Regions from separate parts of the Sus scrofa genome. Here all the other regions are linked to region 2. A link is a contact called in public Hi-C and HiChIP or PLAC-seq data. All regions are on one chromosome and are shown on one strand. The core of a region is the stretch at or near the end of the contact, and the rest is flanking DNA. Distances in the headings are between cores, read along the strand shown. Region 1 holds the start of CYP4F55 (cytochrome P450, family 4, subfamily F, polypeptide 55). Region 2 holds the start of CIB3 (calcium and integrin-binding family member 3). Region 3 holds the start of EPHX3 (epoxide hydrolase 3).

What was found. A called contact is a pair of places that touch in the nucleus more often than the background predicts. HiChIP or PLAC-seq counts read pairs in DNA pulled down with a chosen protein or histone mark.
Region 1: a contact with region 2 is called in an H3K27ac HiChIP or PLAC-seq map of alveolar macrophages. The contact joins the promoter of CYP4F55 here to the promoter of CIB3 in region 2. A contact is called at or near these places in 1 of 47 Hi-C or Micro-C datasets (embryonic fibroblasts) and 1 of 2 datasets of contacts at active chromatin or transcription factors (alveolar macrophages).
Region 3: a Hi-C map of epiblast stem cells shows a contact between it and region 2, with 2.7 times the contacts expected there. The contact joins the promoter of EPHX3 here to the promoter of CIB3 in region 2. A contact is called at or near these places in 1 of 5 promoter capture datasets (fetal liver) and 1 of 47 Hi-C or Micro-C datasets (epiblast stem cells).

Annotation. Positions count from the first base shown.
Region 1 is chr2:62,068,773-62,072,756 of Sscrofa11.1, forward strand. It overlaps CYP4F55 (cytochrome P450, family 4, subfamily F, polypeptide 55), which reads right to left and starts at 2,180. Exons shown (of 13, transcript NM_001244636.1): 1 at 2,058-2,180; 2 at 1,569-1,767. The coding sequence starts at 1,766.
Region 2 is chr2:61,384,189-61,387,876 of Sscrofa11.1, forward strand. It overlaps CIB3 (calcium and integrin-binding family member 3), which reads left to right and starts at 2,001. Exons shown (of 5, transcript XM_021083597.1): 1 at 2,001-2,186. The coding sequence starts at 2,131. AP1M1 (adaptor related protein complex 1 mu 1 subunit) reads right to left here and starts at 1,918. Exons shown (of 12, transcript NM_001243917.1): 1 at 1,746-1,918. The coding sequence starts at 1,787.
Region 3 is chr2:62,346,180-62,349,844 of Sscrofa11.1, forward strand. It overlaps EPHX3 (epoxide hydrolase 3), which reads left to right and starts at 2,352. Exons shown (of 8, transcript XM_005652901.3): 1 at 2,352-2,903; 2 at 3,061-3,342; 3 at 3,543-3,628. The coding sequence starts at 3,100.

The sequences.
Region 1 (3,984 bases), core at 930-3,429, 680 kb after region 2:
AGAAAGAGGTAGGATGCTGGGGTTTCTGCACATGGAAGGGTGGAGCAAAGGAAGAGCCAAGTGGAGACAGAAGGGCCATGAGGAGGTATAGGAGATACCAAGGAAGGAGGGTGGCCTAGAACCAAGAGGAAAAGAGGTCCAGGAGGACAAGGGGATCCACAAGCTCAAAGAGCTGTGAGCAGGTGGATGAGATGGGGCTGGATGGAGTCCATGGGATTTGGAGTCCTAGAGCTCACAGTAATCTGGTGGGAGCATGGTGGGGGTGGGAACCACACTGGAGCAGGTGAGAGCAAGCAAAGAAATAGAGGCAATGCGTGAAAACAGCTCTGTGTACAAAGAGAGAGCAGAATGAGCCCCGTTGGAAACAGGCAGGTAGGGATGTACATGTCACCCCTCTGTCCTGTTTTGTGACCTTCCTTAGCATCACCATAGAGGAGAGATCAGAGGATGGGGGCGTCGGGGTTTGAGCTCACACAAGGCCAAAGTCTTCCAAAGAGCCATGAGGGAAAGCCCAGGTGGTAAGAGACTTCAGCCCATGTGCAAAGGATGAGAATCTAAACTTGATGTACCCAAGGAAATGAGATTGAAAAGAAGCTGTTGGACTAGGGTGCACAGGGGAATGGACAGCCTGGCAAGGTCTAGGATGAGAGATGAAGAAAAAAAAAAAGAAGCTAGAAGGAAAGGAAGTTGTGGTCAGAGAATGCAATCTGGAATCAATGGTTTTGGACATTGTGCCTTTGCTAGTGATGACAAAGTCCTTATTGGGATTAGGGCCAAAGTAGGCTAATGCAGCACAAAGGAAGGGGCTCTGGGGATGAGGCTAGGAAGGTGGGCCAGGAGCCCCCTCCCACCCTCCCAGGAAATTTGGCCATTAGGTCCGAGTGATTCCTTCTGAAAGAGGGAAGGGTCCACTTTTATCCAAGTTGAGCAGAGAGGCCCACTGATATATCCTGAGGGTGGAAGACAAGTTTGGAAGAGACAGACGCCAGAGGAAGGGGAGGAGGAGGAGAGACTGACCACACATCTCCTCAGCTCCTGCTGTACCCCCATAGGGGCATAAGAGGGGTGGAAGTCATAGCTGATTCCTCTGGGAAGCAGAAGCCCAGAGAGGAGCAGACACTGACCTGAAACCAAAAGAGATGGGCCAGGCAGGGACAGACCCTGGACAGTGGCCCTGAGGAGGCCTCAAGACCAGCAGTGGACACCATGGGGTCACTAGGGGACCCAGCTCTCTGCAGCCCATTCTGTCACTAGAGGACCCAGCTCTCTCCAGCCCATTCTGAGAGCTCCTCAGATGTGCACCAGTGTAGGGAAGACGGGCAGGAACATAACCCCAAACTGGCCTTGGGTGAGGAAGACTATGAACCATGAAAATATTGGGGCATAGAGTGGACAGAGAGGAGAGGGTTCGACCCAGTGGAGAAGTGAGGAAAATGCTCTCCCTTACTTCTCTGCTGCCCTAGACCCCAGCTCAACCTCAGACCCCAACCTCCCTGAGCCTGATCCCCGACCCCTCAGGAAGTCCACACACCATCATTCCCCAGACCCATCCTGTTGCCCACACTCACCAGGTCCTGGTGACCCCAAAACCAGTTCCGTTTTGGGGGTTGCGGGAAACACCGGAGGCGGCAGCAGTTGTCATAGAAGTCATAGATCCAGGACAGGATTCGGGACAGGAGCCAGGTAGCACCGACCAGCTGCAGGAGCAGCCACGGGGAGGCTGACACAGGCCCCAGTCCCAGCCAGGACAGGCTCAGCTGCAGCATCCTGTAGGGCAGATGGTGTGGAGAGTGAGCTCCTGAGACTCAGCAAAGGGACAGTGAGGGTGAGCTCTGAGGCAGAGACAAATAGACAAACAAATACAGGGAGAGGAACAAGGGGGTGAGTGCTGGGGAAGGAAGGACTCAGAGATGAGCAGACTGAGGCTCAGAGAGGGGAGGAGACCCAGGAAAATCCAGAGGAAGAGAAAGAGACAGGGAGAGGGCGAGAGAGAAGATAATGAAGAAATGCCCACTTGGAATCAGTGGAAAGTTGCCTTGGGCAGTGCCCCTCCCTACCCTGGGCCAGAACTTTCAGCCCCACCAACGCCAGCGCTGCACCTTCTGTCTGGAGCAACTAGTCCCACACAGCTTCTTCTGTCCTCATCCTGGAGAGTCTTCTTCCCTGTCCTGACTTCCAAATGGGGCCAGTCGGGAGTGGCGGTGGTGGGGGGGGAGGCCTTGAGTGGGTCAGCCAATCCCTGCTTGCCTGGCTGCCTCCTCCCACCTGGAGTCTGCCCAAGACTTAGAAACCTGGAGCAGCTGGCTCCAGAGAGGAACCAGCTCAGATTCACGTGGTGCAGATGCTGACTTCTTGGGACTCAGCACCTCCCACTCAGCTTGCTGGAAGGCGGACAAAGGTGACTCTGTGCCCCTGTGTTTACAGCTGCCCCTGCCCTTCCAAGGCCAGGGTACAGCAGGTAAAATTATGAGTGTTTCGGGTGCAAACCATGTCCCAAAACATCTCCGTGGCTCTCACCACGTGTGGGCCAGAAGGGCAGCATGCACCATTTCTTGGCACAGAATCAGAAAGCCCAGAGGCAAGAAACTTCTGGCCTCCAGGGCACGCAGCCTGGCAGGAGTTTAAGCCCTGCCTCCAAGCAACCCAGGCCTTGGGTTGGGATAAAACTGCTGGGAGTAGGAAAAGAGAAACCAGCCTGGCTGGGGATTACCACAGCAGATTCAGGGGGTCAAGGGCCCAGTCAGAAGAGGACAGCTGGAGGCTTGAGGTGTAAGGCTGAGAGGGGTCAGGAGAGAACAGGGTCCACACAGGGGAAGGCAAAGCTGGGAGATCTTGAGTGGAGTTCTGCCCTGCCCTCACTCTAACTATAGGCTGTGCCAACCTCCTTTGGGCTCAGCCTTCCCGTCTGGGAATTGGGATATCAGCTGTAAATGTGTTTCGTCACCTCCAGATCCTGTCCTAAACTCCCCTGTAAAGTAATCTCAGCCCTCATGAGGTCTCCCCAAGATCAGGCTCCAAGATGAGGATGAGTTTGAAGGATGGAGATGCAAAGTGAGAGGATTTGGACAGACATTCCTGCTGCAGCTAATAGAATGTTTGGAAAATGCCCAAATTTCCTCTCCTGCCACCACTACCCCATTCCTTCCAGGCCCACATAATCCAGCTTTTGAGGGACTGGTCCTGAAGCCCTCAGCAAGTTTGTGTGCCCTGTCCCAGATTCTTTGCCTCCTTGGCCAAAGTGATCCACCTGCTGAGGTGTCCATTCAGAGAAGGGCCAGGAGCAGGGCTATGGTAAGTGAGAGGCAACAGGGGTAGCCAGATAGGGGTGAAGAGAAGCAAAAGGAAGGAAGAGGAAACAGGTCCAGAAAGGTTCAGTGACTCGCTCCAGCCACACAGAGAAGTAATTTAACAAGACAGCACAAGCAGAAGTGAATCCTGGCACAGAGTGCATGCTCATTAACTATTTAGGGAAGAAAGGGCCTTTTATAGTCATGAGCTCTAAGAAATGGCCACTCAAAATATGGTCCTCAGACCAGCGGCATTGACATTACCAGCAGCATCTAGGAAACGCAGAATTTGGGGCTTTAACCCCCACCTGCAAAGTCATGGCTGCAAAAATTCTGCTGTTGGAGTTCCTGTCGTGGCGCAGTGGTTAACGAACCCGACTAGGAACCATGAGGTTGTGGGTTCGATCCCTGGCCTTGCTCAGTGGGTTAACGATCCGGCGTTGCCGTGAGCTGTGGTGTAGGTTACAGACTTGGCTCGGATCCTGCGTTGCTGTGGCTCTGGAGTAGGCCAGCGGCTACAGCTCCGATTCGACCCCTAGCCTGGGAACCTCCATATGCCACGGGAGCGGCCCAAGAAATGGCAAAAAGACAAAAAAAAAAAATTCTACTGTTGTCCCCAATAAGAGGAGTTTATACTTCTTGAATCTGGCCTGGCCCTGGGACTGCTTAACTAATATTATGTGGTCAAGGTGGTGCC
Region 2 (3,688 bases), core at 751-3,250:
GCTTTGTCCTTGCCCTTGTTGCTAAGTACATCTGCCTATTTAGATCCATGTCTCTGTTTGGGTCTGTCAGCTTTCATGCACCTCCCCTGCCAGAGCTCGAGGTCCATGGGGACTAACATGGACTGTGGACCATGGGTGGTGCTGAGCTTGTCTTGAGCTCAGGGAGTTCACACACTTGCCCGAGGTCACGTAGCTGAGCAGCAGAGACAGGTTTTGAGCTCAGCCCTAACTCCTCAGGTCAACCCTGGACTTGGTGCATGTGAGGTGCTCATGAAATGTTTGCTGAAGAAACAAGTGATGTGAGCAGGCAGTCTGCGGCACTGCTGCGGACACGGTGACCATGGCAGAAACAAGAACATGTGCTACCAAGACACAGGGAACACTGCACCCTCCCAGTCCCTGGTGTGCCCTGTGCCCTCTAAGAAGGCTGGGGAAGGAAGCCTGGCCCAGGGCCTGTTGACTTTGGGTGGCCTCCAAGGCAGGCAACCCACTCAAGGGGCTCTGGGAAAGTGCTGGGGGTGGGGACTGGGGTGGCAAGGGACAGTCACTTTACCTCTTCACTCCCTACTGCTTCTGCGCTACTCCTGTTCCCTCCGCCTAGGCCTGGCACCCACTAACTCATCCATGAGGGGCCTGTTTTAATGTTGTTAGTCCTGTCTTTTCTTATTATTCCCCAATGAAAGAGGCCAGTTGCCTTCTAGAAGGAATGGACTTGGGGGGAAGACAGTAGGCCTCCTCTGAAAGCTTTGCAATCCCTCCTTTAAGAACTTTTCCCTGAAACCCCTGGGAAAAGCACCGAGGTTCTAGTTATGTCCAATTCCTCCATCATGTCTCAGCTGGGTTTGTCACTCCCCCTGGGAAGCCCTCCCTGACCCCCAGCGGAGGTGGACTTTCCTATTACATCCTCACTGCTCCACAACTTATATTTATTTGTGCTTTTTGAGATCAGTGTCCCTCTCGCCCATCAGATTGTGAGCTCCAGAAGGACAGGGACAGACTCTGATTTTGCTCTCCAAAGGCAACCCAAAGGTTAGCACCCTGCCCAGCACTTCGTAGATATTCCCCAAATACCAGCTGAATGAACAAATGATTCTGGGTTCCACTCCCAGACCTGCCACTTCTCTGTGACTGACCAGTGTGACCTTAGGCAGGTTGCATTTCCTCTCTGTGCCTCAGTTTCTCCCTCTGTAAAACAGCATTCCCACCACCCACCTCACCTAACCCTTATAACTCAATGTTACAATGAATGTTAAGAAACCCCTACAAGGACTGCTACAGAAAAGTCGCTGGATAAACAGAAGCTTCCGAGCTCTCGGAGAGCGGGACTGGCCTGAGGGCACAGTGTCCCCGCCACGCCTCACCACCTCCGGTCAAGGGTCGCCCAGCCCCGCGGCGTCAGGCCTGGCTTACATGCCGGCAGCGGCCCGCGCTCCTAGCGGCCTCGGGTTCCCCGGGACCCCCACGGAGGCCGGAGCTCATTGCCCACAGAGGTGAGGATGGGGGTCGTGCACGCGTTTACCTTGCAACGGCCGCAGCCCACCGCGTTACCTAGCAACAAGGCAGGACTCACAGACAGAAGACACCTTCTCGGTTACCTACCAACAGGGTAGAGCCCTCAGGTGAGGCCAAAGCTTCAAAGACCAGGGAGGCTCCCATTGGCCGGCTACCTAGCAACAGGGTGGGTCCCCAGGGGCGAGGCCCCGGCCAGTTGCCTGGCAACACCGAGGGTGGGGAGCCATCAGTACCTTGCCCTTCAGGTCCAGCACGTAGACGGCACTGGCGGACATGGCGGCTGCAAAAACCCTCGGCACTGGCCGAAGGCGGCGGCGACAGCGGTGACTGCCAGGCGGTGAGCCAGGCCGGGCGCACCCGAGACAGTTCCTCTCCACTTCCGGCCCGGGGAGTAGCGCGCGGACCGTTAGGTCTGGCCGTGGACGCGCTGCCAAAGCGCAGGCGCAAGGCGCCATGTGCGCAGGCGCAATATTCCCGATAAGGCCTTATTTTCCGCTCCTCCCTCAAGTATCCCGGAAGTAAGCTCTTAGGGGAGGGGCGGGGAGGGGCGGGGAGGGGCGGGGCCAAGCCGGGCGGACGGCGGAAGAGCAACTCTCTAGCTGCCTGGTTGGACGGCGAATGGCAGCTGGGAAAACTCATGTCGCTGGAAAATCCCACTTGGTGGGCCAAACTAGGTGAGAGATCCTGGTGGTGGAACCCACCGAGGGCCCAGCCATGTGGAACTCATAGTTTGGTGGGGAAGGCTGGGGAACAAATACATAGACACCAATTGTGATACACTTTATAAGGAGGGATAAGGTGGTGGTTACTTGGAAAGAACTCAAACTCTCTGAATGGCAATCGAGCCTCATCAACAGTAAGTTCCTGTCACCTGTCAGTGCTAACATTTGGTAAACAAGCGTGCAGTTTATTGCCTGAAATGATCTGAAAACCACGCCTCACTGAACCTAGGCAAAAAGGTGATTTATTTCTGTAGGTAGTGGTCACTGTGAGTAATGCAAATTGTGACTCCTGATTCATCTAATTGAATTATACCTTGTTTGCTTTTATGAATACTCGGCCTTTGGAGAAATGCTGCATTCTGTCCCAGTGAACCATCACAATGCCCTGGGCCCCAGGCCCTGCACTATCAGAACCATTTACCCCGGCTGCCTGCCTCTTACTTTTATCTTCCTTACTGCCTCCATTTTGGGTTTTGAGAGTTAGTTTTTGCAACTTTGTGGTTATATACCTTCTACTTAAGGTAGAGATGTAAGTGCAAGAAAATCCAGAGAAGAAAACTAGAACCTTTAAAGATTACCAGTGAATCCTGGGCATAAAGCAGCTGAGAAGCTTTTTGACACCGTCTCTTAAGCAATCTGATTATACCTAGCCTCACTCTGCCCAAATTATGTTTTTAGGAAAAAAGTGTCTTTTTTTTTCTTAAATTACAAAACTGTACATTGCACTGAAGAAATCAGGAAATGCCAAAAAGTATAAAGAAATCCACATGGGAGCGGTAACCCCTCTCATTATGGAGGATTTCCTTTCAGACTTGCTCTGGGCATTTTATTATTTTTTTCTCTCTGTGAGATGTAAATGTTCTACAATGGCTCTCAGGAGCACTTACCTTATCTAGACCATCTTTATTTTAGCTCCTGAGACTGAAGGAAAAAAAAGGAAGAGGGGGGAAGGAGAAGGGCTTTTCCACTCAAGTGGAAACACTGACATCTCTGGTTCTGCTTTATGTAAAAATTAACTTGTAAATGAGTTCTCTTTAACTGACTTAAAAGTAAGCGACGCTGATATTTGGCCTCTGTGCACCAAGGCAGAAGTGAATCTCAGAGACAGAGTTTTGGGTGAAATAGAAAAGAATAGCTTTTGGGAGTTCCCTTGTGGCACAACATGTTAAGGATCTGGCATTGTCACTGCTGTGGCTTGGGTTTGATCCCTGGCCTGGGAACTTCCACATGCCAAGGGCATGGCCAAAAAGTAAATAAAAATTCTTCCCCCCCCCCCCAAAAAAAAAAAGAAAAAAGAAAAAGAATAGCTCTATTGCTTTGCCAGGCAAAGGGGACCACAGTGGACTAATGCCCTCAAAAAACTATGTCCCTGCTCTGGGCATTTTAGATACAGTATAATGCAGTATCAAGGCAAGGATGGAGCTGGGAGGACAAGTCTTTCGAGGAAACAAAAA
Region 3 (3,665 bases), core at 1,102-3,601, 960 kb after region 2:
GGTTAACCAGATATTCTTAAATAAGTGTACGTACCCCCAAATAGGATCTTCCACCCACCCCACCCCAACCCAAGCACACACGCACATACATTCCTGCCTGCAAAAGCCTATTAGGTGGGCATCTTGCTGGCCTGCCTGTGTGCTCACCTGTACACACAAACACCCCAGCCACAGGGCAAGGGCAGTACCCAAGAGTGGCCTCCAGGATGTAAGTTGAAAGTATATCATTTATACTTATGCAAAGACACAAAGTGATTGGAACATTTCCAGCACTGTTTATTAACCCACATTCCCCCTTTATTTTTCGACCAGAAAGGACCTTTATTGTCTTGTGTTTGGGATCTGCCAAACCTCCTAGCTGATGGTATAGTTCAAGGCTTTCAGCCAGAGACATGCCCCACCCCTGCTATGCACTCCTCCCTTCCCTCCCACAACACTTCCTCATAAGCCAGTGCTGCTTCAAGTGTAACTTACATTTTGGTTCCTTGGGGTTTCTTCCATCTCATCCCACTTCTCATTTTTGTTCCATGTTTTGTTCAGAGCCTTACCCAGGCCAAGTCTGACTGTTCAGCTGGAGAAATGGTTTTGTCTGCACCTTCCTTCTAAAGATTTAACTGCCATGGCCCTCTCCACACCTCCCTGATGGGTGTTTCTCTGAGTTGTAATTAGAACTTGGATCTACTATTTAATTTCTCTGGCCATTTCCCAATCCCTCCCACAGTACTAGAAATCTTAGTTCTATACAAGAGTAAGAGGTGTGTACAAGCCCCTACTGTACTGTATGCACGGATTGCTTGGCCAATAATTATGTCAGTGAATCTGAGACTTGTATTAAACACTTTAGACATTTGTAGAAGGAAATTCGTAGACTTTTCACTTATTTACTAAAGGGTTTGTTTTTTGGGGGGTTTGGTTTTTTTTGGGGGGGGTTGTGCAGTCCTCATTGCAAAAATAAACATTTGTACTGAATATAAAATCACTGTCCTGTGACTACTGCTGTCTTTTTCTTTAAGGGTAGAGCTGGGGGTGTAGGGGGAATGTGGGAATCAGTGTTCTATAGCAGAGGAAGAAGGGAGTTCCACACCCATAGACCTTGCAGCCAGATTAGAGTACTCAGGCAGGATACAGCATCATCAAGTGGCTGGACCATTGATTTGATGAAAATGTAAATGAAGCCAAAGCCACAATACAGCCTAATCATGCAAAATAGGTAAGTGGTAAGTGTGCAGGGCAAACACTTGTGCAGTATGAGCAGTGTAATCACAGGCACCTATTAAGCTCTGAAATGCATTGTTTACTGAGGCAGCACCACGTAAACCACTATTTCCCTTTAAGTAAGGACCCATGGGCTTAATTATGGTCCTAGGACAAGTATAATGTTTAGCAGTCTTGACAATACCAAGGTAAGGCTAACAGTGCTAAGTGTCAGGGAAAATGGGAAGTGATGAAAAATAGGTGAAGTGTTTAAAAGAAATATGAAAACTAAACATGGAAAATGCTTGTGCAGTGGTGGTGACAGTGATACAGTCAATGGATAATGCCCCAAATAGGTAAATCAGGAAGTAGCCACATAAGCACATTTAGAGGTAGCTAGGTAACCAACCCCCAGAAAAAAGCTAAAATCTTTCCAATGGCTGCCTCCAGGGGGAAGGAAAGGTGGAGCCCAAGACTGCTGCTTTTCTCAAGTTCTGATTGCTGTTGAACCAGCTATTAGGCTTTAGGCAAATGAATTTCAGGCTCGTGATCTATACCGTAATACAGGGAGGTGATAATACTACCTACACTAATGGTTGTTGTAAGGGTTAAATGATGAATGACCTTGAAATGTTCGGGATGTTGGGGGAAGTTTGCAAAACAGGAGGAAGAAGGTATCCTGCCAGACTTCTCGCCTGGCCCTACTCAGCTACCTCTTTGGCCAGAGTCCCAATGACAACCATCCCTGTTCTTCGGCGCTCAGGCATATATCCTTTAGAAGTCAGTCTCCCGCCTGCTGCCGCCACCCGCGGAGCCCCGGCGTCTACAACCGCAGATTGGTAAGTCAATGACCGCCTCTGTCCAATCACATCTGTGCAGGGGCGGGCCGACGGGTCCGCTGGACCAACTGGAGGCTATCGTGGGGTCGAGGCGGCTGAACCACCGTTGGAACCAGGGCTTGGAGAAGGTGCTGCAAGGAGGGAGGGTCGCGCGTTTCCGGGTGGGGAGCTCCAGAGAGGGCGACGGCAGGGTCTCCCAAGGCATGCTTTGGCCGTGGCGACACCCCACGCCACCCTCCCAACCCCAGTCATGGCACCGTCTGTCCCACACCTTCCGCTTCCGGACCCGCCTGACCCGCCATATTAGGTTCCGACCCCGCCCCTCCGTCTCATTGGCCCGTATGCAGGCCGATCCCCAGCTCATTGGTCCAGCCCTCGCACCCAAGCCATCCTGGCCCAGCCTCAGACCTTCTCGGCCCAACGTTAGGCCCCGCCTTCTTTCGGTTCCACCTTCGTCCGCACCCTCCTTAGCCACGCCCCAAGCCCTCGCAACGCTCCTAGGTAGGCCTAGTTGAGTTCACCTTTCCAGCCGGTAGGCGGTACCTACCCTGCACTGCCCCGCCCCTTTATCTCAGGCTCCGCCCATTTCACCCACGGTGCCCCCCTGTCTCTTGTTTGTGCAGGACCCTATCTCTCCCTCTCGACTTTTGACCCCCACCCACACACCCAACAGGGAGGCCTACTAGACCCCGCCCCCCTAAGCCCCGCCCAAGCATTTCTGATCCTGCCCACAGTCCTGGCCCCAAGCTTCCCTTCTCGCCAAGACTCCACCCCAACCACCCTAGGGCTGGTCCTCGCAGTTCCACCCCTGCACCTCGAGCCTCCTTGTTCCCCATCACCGTCGCGCTCAGGTGTTTACCTAGCACTTAGGTGAGTAGTGCGCGGTGACAGTTTCGGTCTGAGCTGCCAGCCTCTTCTCTCCGCGCTTTCCTCAAGCCCCGACAGCACGGAGGGACCCCAGACCAAAGGCGGTGGGCTCCGCAGCCCAGATCCCGCCTTGCCGCTGCAGCCAGTGCCCCTTGCCCAGACCCTAGACGGCCACGCAGTCGTGCCGGAACGCGGTGACATGCCCGAGCTGGTGGTGACGGCCCTGCTGGCGCCATCGCGCCTCACTCTGAAGCTGCTTCGCGCCTTCATGTGGAGCCTCGTGTTCTCCGCGGCCCTAGTGGCTGCAGCAGTTTACGGCTGCATCGCTCTCACTCATGTGTTGTGCCGGCCCCGACGCGGCTGCTGCGGCCGACCCCGGCGCACCCCACCCGCCTGCTTAAACGACCCCACGCTGGGCGAGCACTGCTTCCTGACTCTCAAGGTGAGTGCGTGGGGCGGCACCACCGGGGTTTCGAGGGTCAAGGAGCCAGGGAGGCGGGGCTGTCTAAGACCCGTGCGGGGTGGCAAATAGTTGAATCCAAATCTGGATCTGCGCATGCCTGGGGGGTGTGGGAAGTGAAGTGTTCCCACACTTCTTAGGGAAGAGGGGTTTCCCAAGTCGCATACTGTGCCCTTTCCCAGAGCTCAGGCGTGCACCTGCACTATGTCTCTGCTGGACGCGGCAATGGTCCCCTCATGCTGTTTCTGCATGGCTTCCCGGAGAACTGGTATGTCTGAGACCCAAAGGCCTGGAATGCACAGGGC